Regions from separate parts of the Bos taurus genome. Here region 2 is linked to region 1. A link is a contact called in public Hi-C data. All regions are on one chromosome and are shown on one strand. Each heading gives the region's core, a stretch centred on a gene start, on an enhancer-like site or on the middle of the called end of the contact. The rest is flanking DNA. Distances are from core to core; before and after follow the strand shown.

Region 1 (6,930 bases), core at 910-3,409:
CCGCCCTGGAGGACAGCGGGGCCCTGGACCGGGAGGCTGGCTCCGAAGACGGTTCCGAGGACGGGCTCCCGGACGGGCTGCACCTGGGTGAGCTGCCCCCCGACCCCCGACCCCCGCCTGGTCCTGCAGGGAGGACATGGCCCACTGAGGGCGGGTCTGGGTGCTGGCTCCTGGTCTCACCCTGTTGTAAAAGTCCCTAAGCTCTCAGGGCCTTCGTCTCCTTTCTGTAACAGTAGGGTGGCCTTAAAAGGCCTGTCGCGGTTTCTTCCTGCTCTGAGAGTGACGTGATGTCATACTTTGCTAACAGAAGCCCCACGTTAGCTCACCTGGCTCGTGTGCTGTGTCACAGCGGGGCAGAGGCCTGGGGTGCTGCTGCGTGCCCCCGGGCCCAGGGCGGCCCCCGATGTCTGCAAGGGGAGAGGCGGGGCCTCCACTTACATCCCAGCACCCCAGTCCTAGCCTGTAAAAGCAGGGTTCCCTGAAAGGCAGCACACTTCCTTTCTGTCAAGAGCCAGCTCGCACACACGTACTCCACGTGTGTATCTGCGGGCAGAGATCAGGATGGGAGGGACCGTCCATGAGAAAGGGTGTGACCGGGAGGCCCCTGGGTGCTGCCTGGCCCCTGATCTGTGCGTCTGGGGGCAGGTACTTGTTAACTCAGTCACTCCAGCACCTGGTGAAGTATAGAGAATGAACACATCAAAGCTAATTGAAAGATCCAATCTGCTCAGTCACCATTCTAGTGTTTTGATGGCACTTAGAGGAAACGGCGGGGAAGGCGATGGCACCCCACTCCAGTACTCTTGCCTGGAAAATCCCATGGACAGAGGGGGCTGGTGGGCTGCAGTCCATGGGGTCGCTAGGAGTCGGACATGACTGAGCGACTTCACTTTCACTTTTCACTTTCATGCATTGGAGAAGGAAATGGCAACCCACTCCAGTGTTCTTGCCTGGAGAATTCCAGGGATGGGGGAGCCTGGTGGGCTGCTGTCTATGGGGTTGCACAGAGTCGGACACGACTGAAGTGACTTAGCAGCAGCAGCAGAGGAAACGGAGGCCGTTGCGGAGGGCCTGTTGGTGGGTCTCTCCGGTCCAGGGGGCACCGTCCAGGGCACAGCGTCCCACCTGTGCTTCAGGTCGTGCCCCTCTTCACACAGCTTTTCTCTCCGTTTAGTAATCTTTTATTGACTAGAGGATTCTGCTGTTGGAGCTCAGCTGATAAACCCCTGCCAAATCAGCCGGGGAATGATGAGAACATGAGTTAGTCTTAGAAAAACAGTATCCTTTACAGAGATGGTCTTGGTTTAAACATACACTGGCGTCTTGTGTTGTGAGTTGGCTGTGTTGATATCTCTTAAGAGCCCCCTGTATGACACCCAGGGGGAATGTGACCGGATAATACGTCTTCTCTCAAGCTGGTGCCCAGTTTCTGTCCTGATCACATGATGGGGGTGAGGGTGGTAGTTTTCATAGCAAATATTTAGTGTGTTTTGAGTTTCCTTGGAGACAGGAAACGTAGCACTTGGCATGCTTATAATCTTCAGGTTTTAGAAATCTAGAAAATGCATTAGATGTCTTAATGACATCATAAAAATGACTTTAAACATAGCCTTCTAGTCTTCTAAGTGATTCCTTCGAAACAGTGGCAGTGCTGTGCCGTTTGTGGTGAGAGAGCTGCCCCGATGCCCAGGAGCTGTGAGCGGACAGTCGCATTTGCTCGTAGGTGGCGTGGGCAGGACCGAGTGGAAAACCTGGGCCCCGTTGGCAGACGGCTAGGATGGCCCGTAATAGCTGGGAGCACCAAGATTTGCGATGGGTCTGGTTATATCTTGCTTAACCTTTCTTTGCCCTGATTTCCTTGTTTACACAATTGGTTCATCGACCCTTATCTTCCACCTCCCAAGGATGATTTTAGCTGCCTATTTATTTAAAAAAAATCCTTTATAAAGGACAGCGCAACAGAACCATGGGTGAAGCTGGAGGAGCAGGAACCTGGTAGACTGGACATTTCACGTCCTTTGTGTTGGAGGAAAGGCATTTCGTAACTCTGGATGTGACGCAACACACCCTAAATCCCGACACAGCTGGAAGTAGTAAACTGCCGTAACACGCAAGCTCAGCTGAAGTCTTGGCGAGCTGGGTGTGAGTGTCAGAGGAAGAGCGGGGCGCTCTGTGAGAGGTTGGATCCCCTGAACCCACACTGTGATGGGCCTTCTGGTCTAGACTTAGCTTACTGTCATCTACTGCCAGCCTGGCTTTCTTTTTTTTTTTCTAGCCTGGCTTTCTTTAGATTTACTTTCACGATCAAAAAGCGAAGTAAATGATTTATTGTTTTCAACTTTTATAAACTGGATTAATAATAGTGATTCATGTAAGTTGATTTTTTAAGTCCTCTTGACACCTTTTTAGATCAAAGGTTGTCTCTCCTGTCTTCCAGTATTTGGAGGTGGCTATACTGTCTTCTGGAGAAGGCAATGGCAACCCACTCCAGTATTCTTGCTTGGAAAATCCCATGGATGGAGGCGCCTGGTGGGCTGTGGTCCATGGGGTCACACAGAGTCGGACATGACTAAAGTGACTTAGCAGCAGCAGCAGCAGCAGCATCATGCTGTCTTCATGGAAGTTCAGGGGTGACAGAAATTATATGGTCCTGTCTCTCTTGTTTTTAAGTCATGCCCCAAGGCTTGTGGGATTTTAGTTCCCCCATCAGGGATTGAACCTGGTCCCTGGGCCATGATAGTGTGGGGTCCTGACCACTGGACCATTGGGGAATTCTCTTGACTCCCGTCTTTATGGTACCTGGGAGCTCACCAAGGTTTCTTATAAGCTTCTTTTTAAAATCAGTGAAGTCTATAAATCTAGACTTCGGAATGTGGACAGAGCCAGGCAGAGGCCCTTCCGTTGGAAATTCCAGTTTCCAGGCAAAAGGATGAGTTATGCTGAATTTACAAATGCCCCGTCTTCTGCTGCAGCCACACTGGTGGGTGTGACGTGACCAGCGGTGACAGGAGGTTCACCCTGAGCTCGGGGTCCTGCTGGACAAACCGGGGCGTGACCAGGGCCTGTGCCCGCCTCAGGGGGCCTGTGTCTGCTCCATTGTCCTGATTGTGGACAGAGGGGCTTAAAGTCTAACCCGCTGTTCCTTGGGGACAGATTGTGATTCGTCAAGGTTGCCCGTGTGAGCACTCGCAAATAATATGATCTGCTTTCCAAAATCTGCTTTGCTAAATTTTGACGAACTTTCCTAGGTGTTTGCCCAGGGCCAAACTTTTAAAGATTAAGTTGTGCCTGCTGCCCTCTAGTGGTAACGGGCTTAATCTTAAGCCAGTTAATCTTTCCCTCTGGTGGTTGGGAAGTTGGCATTTGTGTTGGCTGGGTTTTCTCAATTACTTATTCTGAAGAAGCTGGTTATTCCAGCCCGTGTGCAGGTCCAGCTCAAGTTTGCCAGATTCTGTGTGTCTCAGGCTGGGAGCGCAGAAAGCTCTCTGTTCATTTCAGTCTATTAAATGGTCTTGTGACCGAAACCATGAAGAAGGCAGTCATCAACAGTGAGCTCTGCTGTGCTCAGAAAACAAAACTGTTGCACACAGGCTTTAATGCTGCACACAGCCTCAAAGCAGCAGTTGGCTGTTTTTAGCCAATACCTAATATAAAAAGTATTTTAGATTCTCCAAAAATGTTCTACCAAGAATCTTTAAGTCAGCTTGCCCTGTTCACATCCTTGAACTGTCTTCTTAAGTGAATATTTTTGTTTCTGTTTTAAGATAAAAATGATGATGGAGGGAAAATGAAGCATCTTACATCCTCAAGAGAATGTAGTTATTGTGGAAAGTTTTTCCGTTCAAATTATTACCTCAATATTCATCTCAGAACGCATACAGGTAAGGAACTCCTTACATTTGTTTACTGCATGTATTAGCTCTGAGGATTGTGATGTAGTTCTGTGTCTGATTTTTGTTGTTGTCCAGATACTCTTCTAGATCCATGGGACATCTTAAGAATATACGTGTAGCCTGTTGATTTGTAGCTGTTGTTTTGCTTCCTTTAGTGTTATTGTAACTTCAACTGTTTTCTTGTGAAGTTGGTCTCTTGTTTAATGTCTGATTCATCCTTACTCTCATTTTATTAAAGTCTCTAATATTTTTAAATGTCACAGCTTTATTAATTTTTATGATTTAGAATGAAATTAATATTTAATCATCTTTGTTTATTACTATTATTACACCTATGTTTATTACTATTACTTTTTGGCCACTCTGCCTGGCTTGGGGGATCTTAGTTCCCGCGGCAGGTGATTAAAAGCATGATCTTGGCACTGAGAGCTTGAAGCCCTAACCACTGGACCCCCGGAGAATTCTGTCACCTTTTCTTGAGGTTGTGGAGCAGCGGTAACAGTGGTTTGGGAGGCCCTGTGAACTTGGACCTGCTTCTCTTCCACTCACTGGCTGTGTGACCATAGGCAGATTAACTTTTCTGCGCTCTCATTTTCTTAGCTGTAAAGGTGGGATAATATTGACTGGTGTAGGGCTGTTATGAAGATTAAATTAGATCATTTTAAGGTGTGCTTTTAAGTTTTTAAATGGAAGACACATGTTCACATTTTCAAATATTTGGGGTAGAAAGAGTGATAAAGCCACAACTCCTGAGAGCTTCTGGATGAGAAGATTCACAGACCAGAAGGGAAGAGGGAAGAACTGTTCTCTGCATGTGTTGATGCTTTCCGTGAGCGTGTGTAGTAAAGTGACCCTTCTCGTTGTAGGTGAAAAGCCATACAAATGTGAATTCTGTGATTATGCTGCAGCGCAGAAGACCTCCTTGCGGTATCACCTGGAGAGACACCACAGGGACAAGCAGACGGACGCTGCCGCAGACGCCAAGAGCGACGGGAGGCCCCCGGAGGCCGAAGATGCACTGCTAACCGCCGACGGTGCGCAAACCAAAAATTTGAAAAGATGTTTCGACGGTGCCAAAGATGTTAAAGGCAGCCCACCCGCAAAGCAACTGAAGGGAATGGCCCCCGCCTCTCAGAGCGTCCTGGGCGGCGCCGTGCTCGCGCCAGTGCACAGGGAAACTCAGGATTTCAGCAAGGATGCAGCGGACGACGGTGCCGAGAAGCTGAGCAAGGCCCCCGGCCCCGCTTACTTGGACGCCTTGAAGAAGAGGCCGCCCGCGGACCCTCAGGCCAGCCCCCTGGTGTGCAGGACAGAGGCGGCCACGGCAGCCCGCCACGCGCAGCTCGGGCCCCGGGAGAAGCGGGCGGCGGACGCAGGCTGCCAGGAGAAGCCCCTGAACCTGTCCCTCGCCCCGCACGGGGGCGCGGGGGCGCCTCTGGGCAGGAGCGTGACCGCCAGCAGCACCTGCCCGTTCTGCACCTTCAAGACCTTCTACCCGGAGGTGCTGACCATGCACCAGCGGCTGGAGCACAAGTACCACCCTGACGCGCACAAGAGCTGCCGGGGCAGGGCTGCGCTGCGCAGCCGGCGGACGGGCTGCCCGCCGGCCCTGCTGGGCAAGGACGTGCCCCCGCTGCCCGGCGCCTTCAGGCCCAAACCGCGGCCGGCCGCCCCGGCGCAGCCCAAGCCCGCGCCGGCCGAGCGGCCCGCGCCCGGCGCCCCGGGGCCCAGCAGAGCCCCGCCGCCCCCGCCGCCCGCGGGCGCCGACAGCACTTTAGCCCCCAGCAACCTCAAGGCGCTGCGCCCGCTGCCACCGCCCGGCCTCGGGGTTTCGGGGCCCGGGCCCGCCCGCACGCCGCCCGAAGCACCGCCCTGCAAGGCGGGCCCGGAGAAGGTGCGGCGGCCTGAGCCGCAGCCCCCCGCCGATGCCGCCAGGAGCGACGGCCCCTGGGTGCCCACCAGGGACTACGCGTGCGGCCGCGGCGGCGCTGAGCCGGGGGAGCCGCTGCCCAAGCGGCCGCGGGTCCCGCCTGAGCCGCCCTGTGCGCCGTGCCGCCGGCCGCCCGAGCTGCCGCAGTACCGCGTGGTGCGCGGGCTGGCGTCCCTGCTGCCGCCTGAGTGCGCCTGCGCGCCGCCCGCGCCCCCCGCGCGCCCGCGCCCCGCGCCCGGGCCCGCCTTCGCCGCGCTGCTACCCTGCGCGCCCGCCGCTGCGCTGGAAGGTGGGCGTCCTCGGGGGGCCCTAGAGGGGCGGGGGGGGCCCTGGAGCAGCGGCCCCTTTTCCAGCTTCTCCCGGGCTGGGCTGAAGGCAGCGGGGCCCAGGGGCTGCACCCCCTCGCAGTGCTGAGTCAGGTGTCCTTGACGGCTAGCCCACATGCATTGCGGGGCGCTCAGCCTGCCCGACCCGTGCGCGCCGGGCCCCTCCCAGGCTGCTGGGTCCCTTCGGTCTCCAGACCTAGGGAACTGCGCTGCCACCTTCGGCCGGGGCTCAGCCTTCAGTGAATCTTAATGCACAGTCTCCCCCGTGTTGCCCCCCTCGATGCCCACAGGTACCTTGAAGGTCCTTGTCCCCGCGGAGGCGGCTTTAAAGCCCCTGCTGCCTCGGACGTGTCTAGCACACATCCGAGCCTGTGAGAGTAGGTGAGACAGGCGTGGGTGGGGACCTGTCCCACTTGGTGAAACCTCAGTGCCTTCCCTGGTTATAAGCTCTGCAGGTTTCTGTGCCCAAAGGGACACATCCATTTTAAACATCCCTGTTTGTATTAATTTGAAATGAAAGGTTCTGGGTGGTGATAGTTCTGTATCAAAGATGGCTTGATGCCAGTTGATCGGGGGATAGCTAATTAAAAAACAGTCGCTTTCACACAGTCCAGTGACTTTTATAAAAATTTTGATGAAAAAATAATTTCTGCACCCTTACGATTGGAAGTACCCCCCCCCCCCCCCCCCCGCACTTAAAATGGACATGAGTCATAACTGTGTCTTTTACTTGAAGAGAAAAGACTTTGTGTTGCGAGTAAATTGGTCTTTTTTTTCCCCT
Region 2 (7,014 bases), core at 4,324-6,823, 70 kb before region 1:
CTACATCCTCAAGGCTGTGGGCTGTGTATGCAGACGTGTATATACGTAAATTTGCTCTCAGAACTCCACTTTAACGCTAAGTTCGAAATGTAACTAAAGTCCCACTATCTTGAGAATACCAATTCTAGGGACTTTGCATTAGATATAATTTTTTGAAACAGATATGGAGTTTAAAAAACATTTTAAGATTCGTTTTTTTAGTGCTATAACCATTTTTCTCATACTGGAATCAGACCAACCATGACCGCCAAAAACAATGAGAGCAAAGATAGTAACAGCTAACGTGTAACCGGCCTCCTCCGGGAGGAGACGTCCTCCGTCTCTGGCGCCGTGTCCAGCCTTTCACGCATGCTGTACGTATGATCTTCATATGGCTGGAAGAGGTGGGTGCTATTATTAGCTCCATTTCACAGATGAGGAGACTGAGAGACTTAAAATATTTGCTCAAGGTTGTGTCATATGTGAGGAATGCACAGTTAGCCCTGGAGATTATGGAACCCAGTAAGCAGTGATTCCCACATGAGGAGCGTTGCGGGTAGCAGATCTCCAAAGAGGAGAGGTGTTGGTGCCCGGTGACCCACTAGGGGAGCAGAAGGAAGTATCAACACTTTCTATCTGCTTCTTATATTAAAGAAAGAAAAAGAAAGAATTTAAGCCTTACTGTTATCTAACATACAGTTGACTCTGACTCCCCACTCTCTCATTTGGTCCTTTTCCTGGCGGAAAACTGGAGATCCACAGCATGGGAGTTAGCAGTGGAGGCCAGAAAAAGCACAGGATGCCCTGGTAAGTCTGACTTGCAGACAAACAGCAAATAACTTTGTAGTGTGAGTATAGCCCAACTGCTGCGTGCTAGTAACAGTACTGCTTGGCTAAACCTGACAGTCCTGGCAGGGGTCTCACCTCTCCTGTGTTCTTATTCAGTCGCCTACATCTGCCACATTAAGTCCATTTATTGACTGTGCGCCTTAGTTTTGACTTTGTTTTCCCCCACGGTAACACTCTTATTGTTGTCTTCAAGTCTCAGAGTTGTGGCACAGGGCCTGAGACGAGCCCTCAAGGCACTTTGTGTTATATTTTTCTTTAAAAAAAAAAAACAATGCATTTCATGTGTTTATTTGGCTGCAGCTGGCCTAAGTTGCAGCGTGTGGGATCTTTCGTTGAGGCCTTCAAACTCTCCATTGTGGCGGGTGGGACCTAGCTGCCTGACCAGGGATGGAACCCAGGCGCCCTGCTTTGGGAATGCAGGGTCTTAGCCACCGGATCGCCAGGGAAGTCCCAGCGCTTTATGTATTTCACTCTTCGAGACCGTCAGGTGAGGAAGCCGGGCTGTCCTGCTGGGGGATGGAAGGCCACCTGAGACGAAGACAAGCCGGCTGGGCTGAGGACGCCCACGCCGTCCAGGGGGATGGCCAGCAGGCCCGCAAGGGGTGCTCCCTGCGTCAGCCAGCCCGGCCTGCTGACTGCAAACGCCTGAGACGCTGTACTTGGATAGAGTTTCACAGAAAAGAATAGGATCTAGAAAAAAATGGCTGGAAGAGGTTGTGCATATAAGAAAGCCAGGGGTTTGGGGGAAATCGCTCTACCTTTCTCTCAATTTTGCTGTGAATCTAAAATTGCTCTTAAAAAAAAGTCATAATTTTTTGTTAGTTGATTTAAGCCACTACATTTTGGAGTGGTTCACTAGACAGAAAAATTGTTTAATAATTTGATAATTGTTACACTGAGTAAAGATATTTAGCTGTGCCTAGCATTGGCCTTAAAACTGTTTTCTTAACTTTACTTTTTTGTTTGTTTTTTGGGCAAAGCTTGGATCTGCTCTCAGACGCCTTATGCTCTAAAGAAGGAAAAACATTGCCTAATCGCTTTCATATTTTCTGTTGTTGCTCAGTCCTAGAATTCCTTGGATGCTCACCTGTCTTCTACAGGTATATATATTTCCTTATTGTTTCTCCTATTACAAAAGCCTAATGCATTTTATACACATGGTTAATTACAGGGGCAATATGCACGCAAGCAAAGCTGTGGTTGGAAAGTTTTAATTGGGCATACAAATGGCCAGCTGATCTCCAGATTAAATGGCTAGCTATCCGTCCACTACACTGCACATGCAGGGGAAATTTCTCCCACAACTTTTCATGATCTCAACTGGTGCCTAAAGTTCAGTCTATATCACGGTAGCTGAGATGTATGGACACCATTCATTCATTCATTCATCCATCTGTTCATTAACATAGCTCCCATCCCCTGCTACGTGTCAGGCACCCTGCCAGGAGTGTGGGATACAGCAGAGAACATAACTTGGTTGGTCCTGGCATTACGGAGCTGGTGTTCTATACCCAAAATGCTCTGACCTTTTACATTTCCTTGGTGAGGGCCAAGTCAAGAAAGTTCTATTAAGCACCTACTCTTTGACGCAGTTCTTCACGACACCAAATGATGCATTTTCTGGAAATATTTTACAGAATTTCCTGGGTGTCGTGTGTGTGTGTGTGTGTGTGTGTGCGTGCGTGTGTGAAAGAATAAAGAACATATTGTTTTGAGCTTCGGAGTGGCATCTACCACGTGATACACTGCTTGGATGCCTAAGGCTAGACTTCACAGTCGCTGCAACTGGTGAACTGTGAAAGCCCACCCACGTAAGTGAGGTCCTGGAGTGCTGGCGGCTCAAAAGAAAGTCTTCTCTCTTTTGTGTAAATTGAGTTATAACTGACATATAATACCATATTAGTTTCAGGTATATATCTGTATACATTGCAAAATGATCAGCACAATAAGTCTAGGTAACATCCATCACCAGATAGTTACACAGGTTTTTTTCTCGTAATAAGAACTTCTAAGATCTGCTCTCTTAGCATCTTTCAAATACGGTGTCATTAACTATAGTCACATTACAACCCCCGGGCTTATTCAGTCATCTTTGATTTGAATTATTTGGACGACTATCTCTATTTCCCCTCATCATCGTGACTGAAAGCTTGGGAGTGGGAATGGTGTATAGACTGCTTTGTTTATTCAGCAAAATAATTTTGAGCTATTGCTGTCTCAGGCGTTGTTCTGAACGCTGGGGCCACAGCAGTGAAGAAAACTAGATAAAAACCCTGCCCTCATGGAGTGGACATTGTAAGCTGAAGAGACAGATTAACTGAGACAGCAAGTAAGAGCAGCAGATGCCACTGGGGACTCCCCTGGTGGTCCGGGGTAGAGACTCCACACTAGCAATACAGGGAACGCAGACTTGATCCCAGACCAGGGAACTAAGATCCCACATGCCCAGTGGTGCAACTGAATGAGAAAAATAAAATTACTACATAAAGACAGCAATAATTCATTTAACATTTTTTTTCTTTTTTTTAAATTGGAGGATAATCGCGTTACAGGGTTGCGTTGGTTTCTGCCGTTCATCAACGTGAATCGGCCACAGGCACACACGTGTTGCCCCCTCCTGGGCCTCCTTCCCAGCCCCACCACCTCCCTCTACCCTCTAGGTCTTCACAGAGCACCGCACTGAGCTCTCTGTGCTTTGTAGCAACTTTCTACTAGCTTTCTATTTTATACAAGGTCACGTAGGTATCCAGTGCTACTCTCTCAATTAAATTTTTTTAAAAAAAGAATAATAATATCATTTGAGATCATTATATATATCATTTGAGATCATATATTATATATGAGCATCCATATAGTACATTATGGGCTTCCCTGGTGGCTCAGCGGTAAAGACATCCGCCTGCTATGCAGGAAATTGGGGTTCAATCCCTGGCTCAGGAAGATCCCCTGGATAAGGGAATGGCTACCCACTCCTGGGAAATCCCATGGCCAGAGGAGCCCGGCGGGCTGCAGTCAGACAACTTAGTGGCTATACAACAACATACAGCCCATCGGTGACATTAGACAGGTGGCATTTACTGCACGACTGCCAAACACTCCCAATAAACCTCTAGCCACCTTTTTTCATAGCAAAGCAAATAGGGACCACATTTCTGTCTTTGTTCATTTCAGATTGACAGATGTTGGGCTCCAACAAGCGAGGGGAGGGAGGAGTAAAGGAGGACAGCGCACTTCCTGCCTGTAAGGAGGAGCCAAAAGAAACTGTTTCAATACAGGCCTGAGGGCCCTTGATAGAGCAACCGCTATGGAGTTGCTGCAGGGACACAGATGCTTTCTAAACCCCTTTCTAAATACAGCAAGAAGTCTGTCCAACAAAGAGGCCTGGCGGTCCAGTGGCTGACTCCCCACTCCAGTGCAGGAAGCCAGGGTTCGACCCCTGGTCGCAGAGCTAGATCTCACACACCACAGCAAAGATGGAAGAGCTGCATGCCACAGCTAAGGCAGAGTGCGACAAAATAGATAATATTTAAAAATTTAAAAATAAGAGGCACAGAAAGGACACTCCAGGTGGAACAGCACAAGCTAAGGCCGGCATCTCCACATGAAGGGCAGGAATAGGGAGAGGCAGGGCAGAACCACTAGCTCTTTGGTGCTCTCAGATCACAGGGGAAGTAGATTGTTTTCTATAATGGTGCATCTATCCAGCCAAGACCAAAAGCCTTTCCACAGTAAATCGCAAGTTTGCATTCTCAGAATACTGGAGTGGGTTACCATTTCCTCCTCCCAGGAGTCTTCCCAACCAGGGATCCAACCTGCATCTCTTGAGTCGCCCGCATTGGCAAGCAGGTTCTTTACCACCAGCGCTACCTGGGAAGCCCCCTTTCCAAGTATTTACTTCCTTCAAACTGTTTGACAGATAAATATAATACAGAAGCAAAAACATTTCTTCACGCCCATTTAAATCTTCTCCCGTTTCAAAACCGTTCAAATAAAATGAGTCTTTCCTGTGGAATCTGTTCTATTGATTTGTTTTAAGAAAAGATCCCTCCTAAAGAAAGAAAAGCCATCTTTGATCTGACTTAAAAAGATCTAATCAAACAATATAATCTATGAGGAAAAGGGAGGAAAAGAAAACCAAACTTCTTTGAGCCACATCAAATATATGAAAGAGAAAATACTTCATTTAAATGCTGAAAAGGAACACAAAACAGCTTGAAATGTAATAGCCTCTGCAGAGTAACTGAGACCACATGTTGATCTGACATGAGTTCCTCAGACACAATTAAAGGTCACTTCATGTACAAACATCTCATTTCTCACTGAGAGGCTTGAACTGTTCTAGGTGCTTTTGGCCACTGCGGGGCAGGTGCCGCGACCTGGCCCGTCGGCAAGATGCTGCAGAAAGAGTAAGGGACCAGTCCACAAACCCCGGAAGTCTGCAACCGAGCCCCCGGGAAATGAGCACCCTGGATTTGGGCAGTTCCTGCCTTGAAATCCTAGGCGAGGAGGACGAGATAAATGGCAGAATTCTTGCTAACTCAGAGCCTGTCTCTCTCCCACGGAAGCCGGCTTTACTCAGAAGCAAACAGACTTGCTTTCTGCTTTGCCCACCTCCACATTCACGGGGCCCCAGGCTCCAAAGACTGAAGTCCGGGCGCTGCCCGGGGGCAGGGGGTGCCCCGAGCCACCGCGCTGCTCCGCGATGCCTCCCAGCGGCCGGGGGTTCAAGCCGAGACTCCGGGCGGGAAGGCGGGGTGCTTGGGGAGGAACTCCGAAAGCGCTCTCGGCCCCGTAGCCTCTTTCCACCCTCTCCCTTCCAGAAAGGATGCGCCCGAGGAGGACTTTAAAGTCTTCCCTTCCAAAGGGGAATCACATCTAGAAAGCTTTTCTCAGAAGGAGAGACAGATTATTCGATTGGAAAGAGAAGCAAATTTAAGAGCAAAACGAGGGAGGATCAAAGGGTCGGTTCGTGTGAACTGAAGACGGGAGCCTTTCCAGGGGGGCAGGACCTTTTCCGATTTCGGGCAAGACATTTTGGAGCCAGCGCGCCAGTGAGGATCAAAATCAAGAAGTGAGTCTGCGTTCCAGAAAGTCACGTGGTCTCTCCCTTTTTCTCTCTCTCTCTCTCACCGACTTAAAAAGACCTGCCGTCTCTGCACACTGGGGAAATCCGTGGGTGGGGGAGGCAGAAAATGAGAGCAAGGCGCCCTCAGAAAGCAGCGGGAGTCGCCGCCACCTCCCTGCACCCCCCGTTTCCCCTTGCCTGGTGCCCCGCAGACCCCCTCCGACTCAGCGCTCTGCTCTCTGTTCCTGGGACCTGGAAGGTCAGCCCCGCGGGCGGCAGATGGTCAAGGAAACCTGGGGTGTTCTCTTTGCAGTGTTCTTATTTGTATTTTTAATTATTCAAGTAAAATCTGCATACATTCTTGTAAAATAATACATTCTTCTAAAATCTCCAAGCAAACAACAAACAAAAAAAAACACACCCACCTTTCTGTTGGCGTTGGAATCATCTGTGGGGCATTTTCCAGTTTTAGCTTCCTGGTCTCCACTCTACCAAGTGCTGTTCTCAATTTGCTCTTTAGTTTCCAGATCTTATGGATATTATCTATGAATCTACGTAGGAGGAGGAATTAGTGAACCTGAAAGCAGGAACCTGTGACCAAAAAAAGATCAATCACTGGTTCTTTGCAAAGTTCAATCAAATTTAAGACAGTTCATCAGGTGTGAGTAAAAGAAATGAGGGAACCCACATATAAACAACATCAAGAATAAAACCAGGCAACTGTGTCCAATATCCTATAATAAACCACTTTGGAAAAGAATATGAAAAAGAATATATATGCATAACTCACATTGCTGTGCAGCAGCAATTTATACAACATTATAAGTCAACTATATGCCAAGAAAAGAAATTTTAAGAAGAATAAAAACATGTAATTACAGGTAGAGAGCAGACTTTTAAAAAATTTAGGCACTGTTACTCATCATTTGGCCTGAAAGTCTACTTCTAAGGAAACAAATGAATTGCCAAAATCACTCCAGATCTTCTATTTACACCCAAAAGTATTACTTTCCCTTACCTGTTTGCTGGATGTGCTGCTGCTGCTGAGTCGCTTCAGTCGTGTCCCGTAGACGGCAGCCCACCAGTATATGTTCAATGCCCACTGTAAAAAATAGTGGGGG

Evidence for each region. Hi-C and Micro-C count contacts between places; a contact is called where the count stands out from the background.
Region 2: a contact with region 1 is called in a Hi-C map of liver, with 2.1 times the contacts expected there. The contact joins two enhancer-like sites. A contact is called at or near these places in 3 of 11 Hi-C or Micro-C datasets (blood, liver and skin fibroblasts).

The regions. Positions count from the first base shown.
Region 1 is chr13:81,119,275-81,126,204 of ARS-UCD2.0, reverse strand. It overlaps ZNF217 (zinc finger protein 217), which reads left to right. Exons shown (of 7, transcript XM_059893087.1): 3 at 1-87; 4 at 3,765-3,881; 5 at 4,760-6,112. Among named protein-coding and RNA genes, the nearest start is that of ZNF217, 31 kb to the left of the region's middle. Within about 2 kb of position 2,159, at least 26 of the 102 cell types and tissues checked have an H3K27ac peak or open chromatin away from gene starts, as enhancers often do. A contact at or near this core is called in liver, where this site is marked.
Region 2 is chr13:81,192,145-81,199,158 of ARS-UCD2.0, reverse strand. LOC104973928 (a long non-coding RNA gene) reads right to left here. Exons shown (of 4, transcript XR_003037924.2): 2 at 6,912-6,995; 3 at 6,319-6,484. Among named protein-coding and RNA genes, the nearest start is that of ZNF217, 42 kb to the right of the region's middle. Within about 2 kb of position 5,573, at least 47 of the 102 cell types and tissues checked have an H3K27ac peak or open chromatin away from gene starts, as enhancers often do. A contact at or near this core is called in liver, where this site is marked.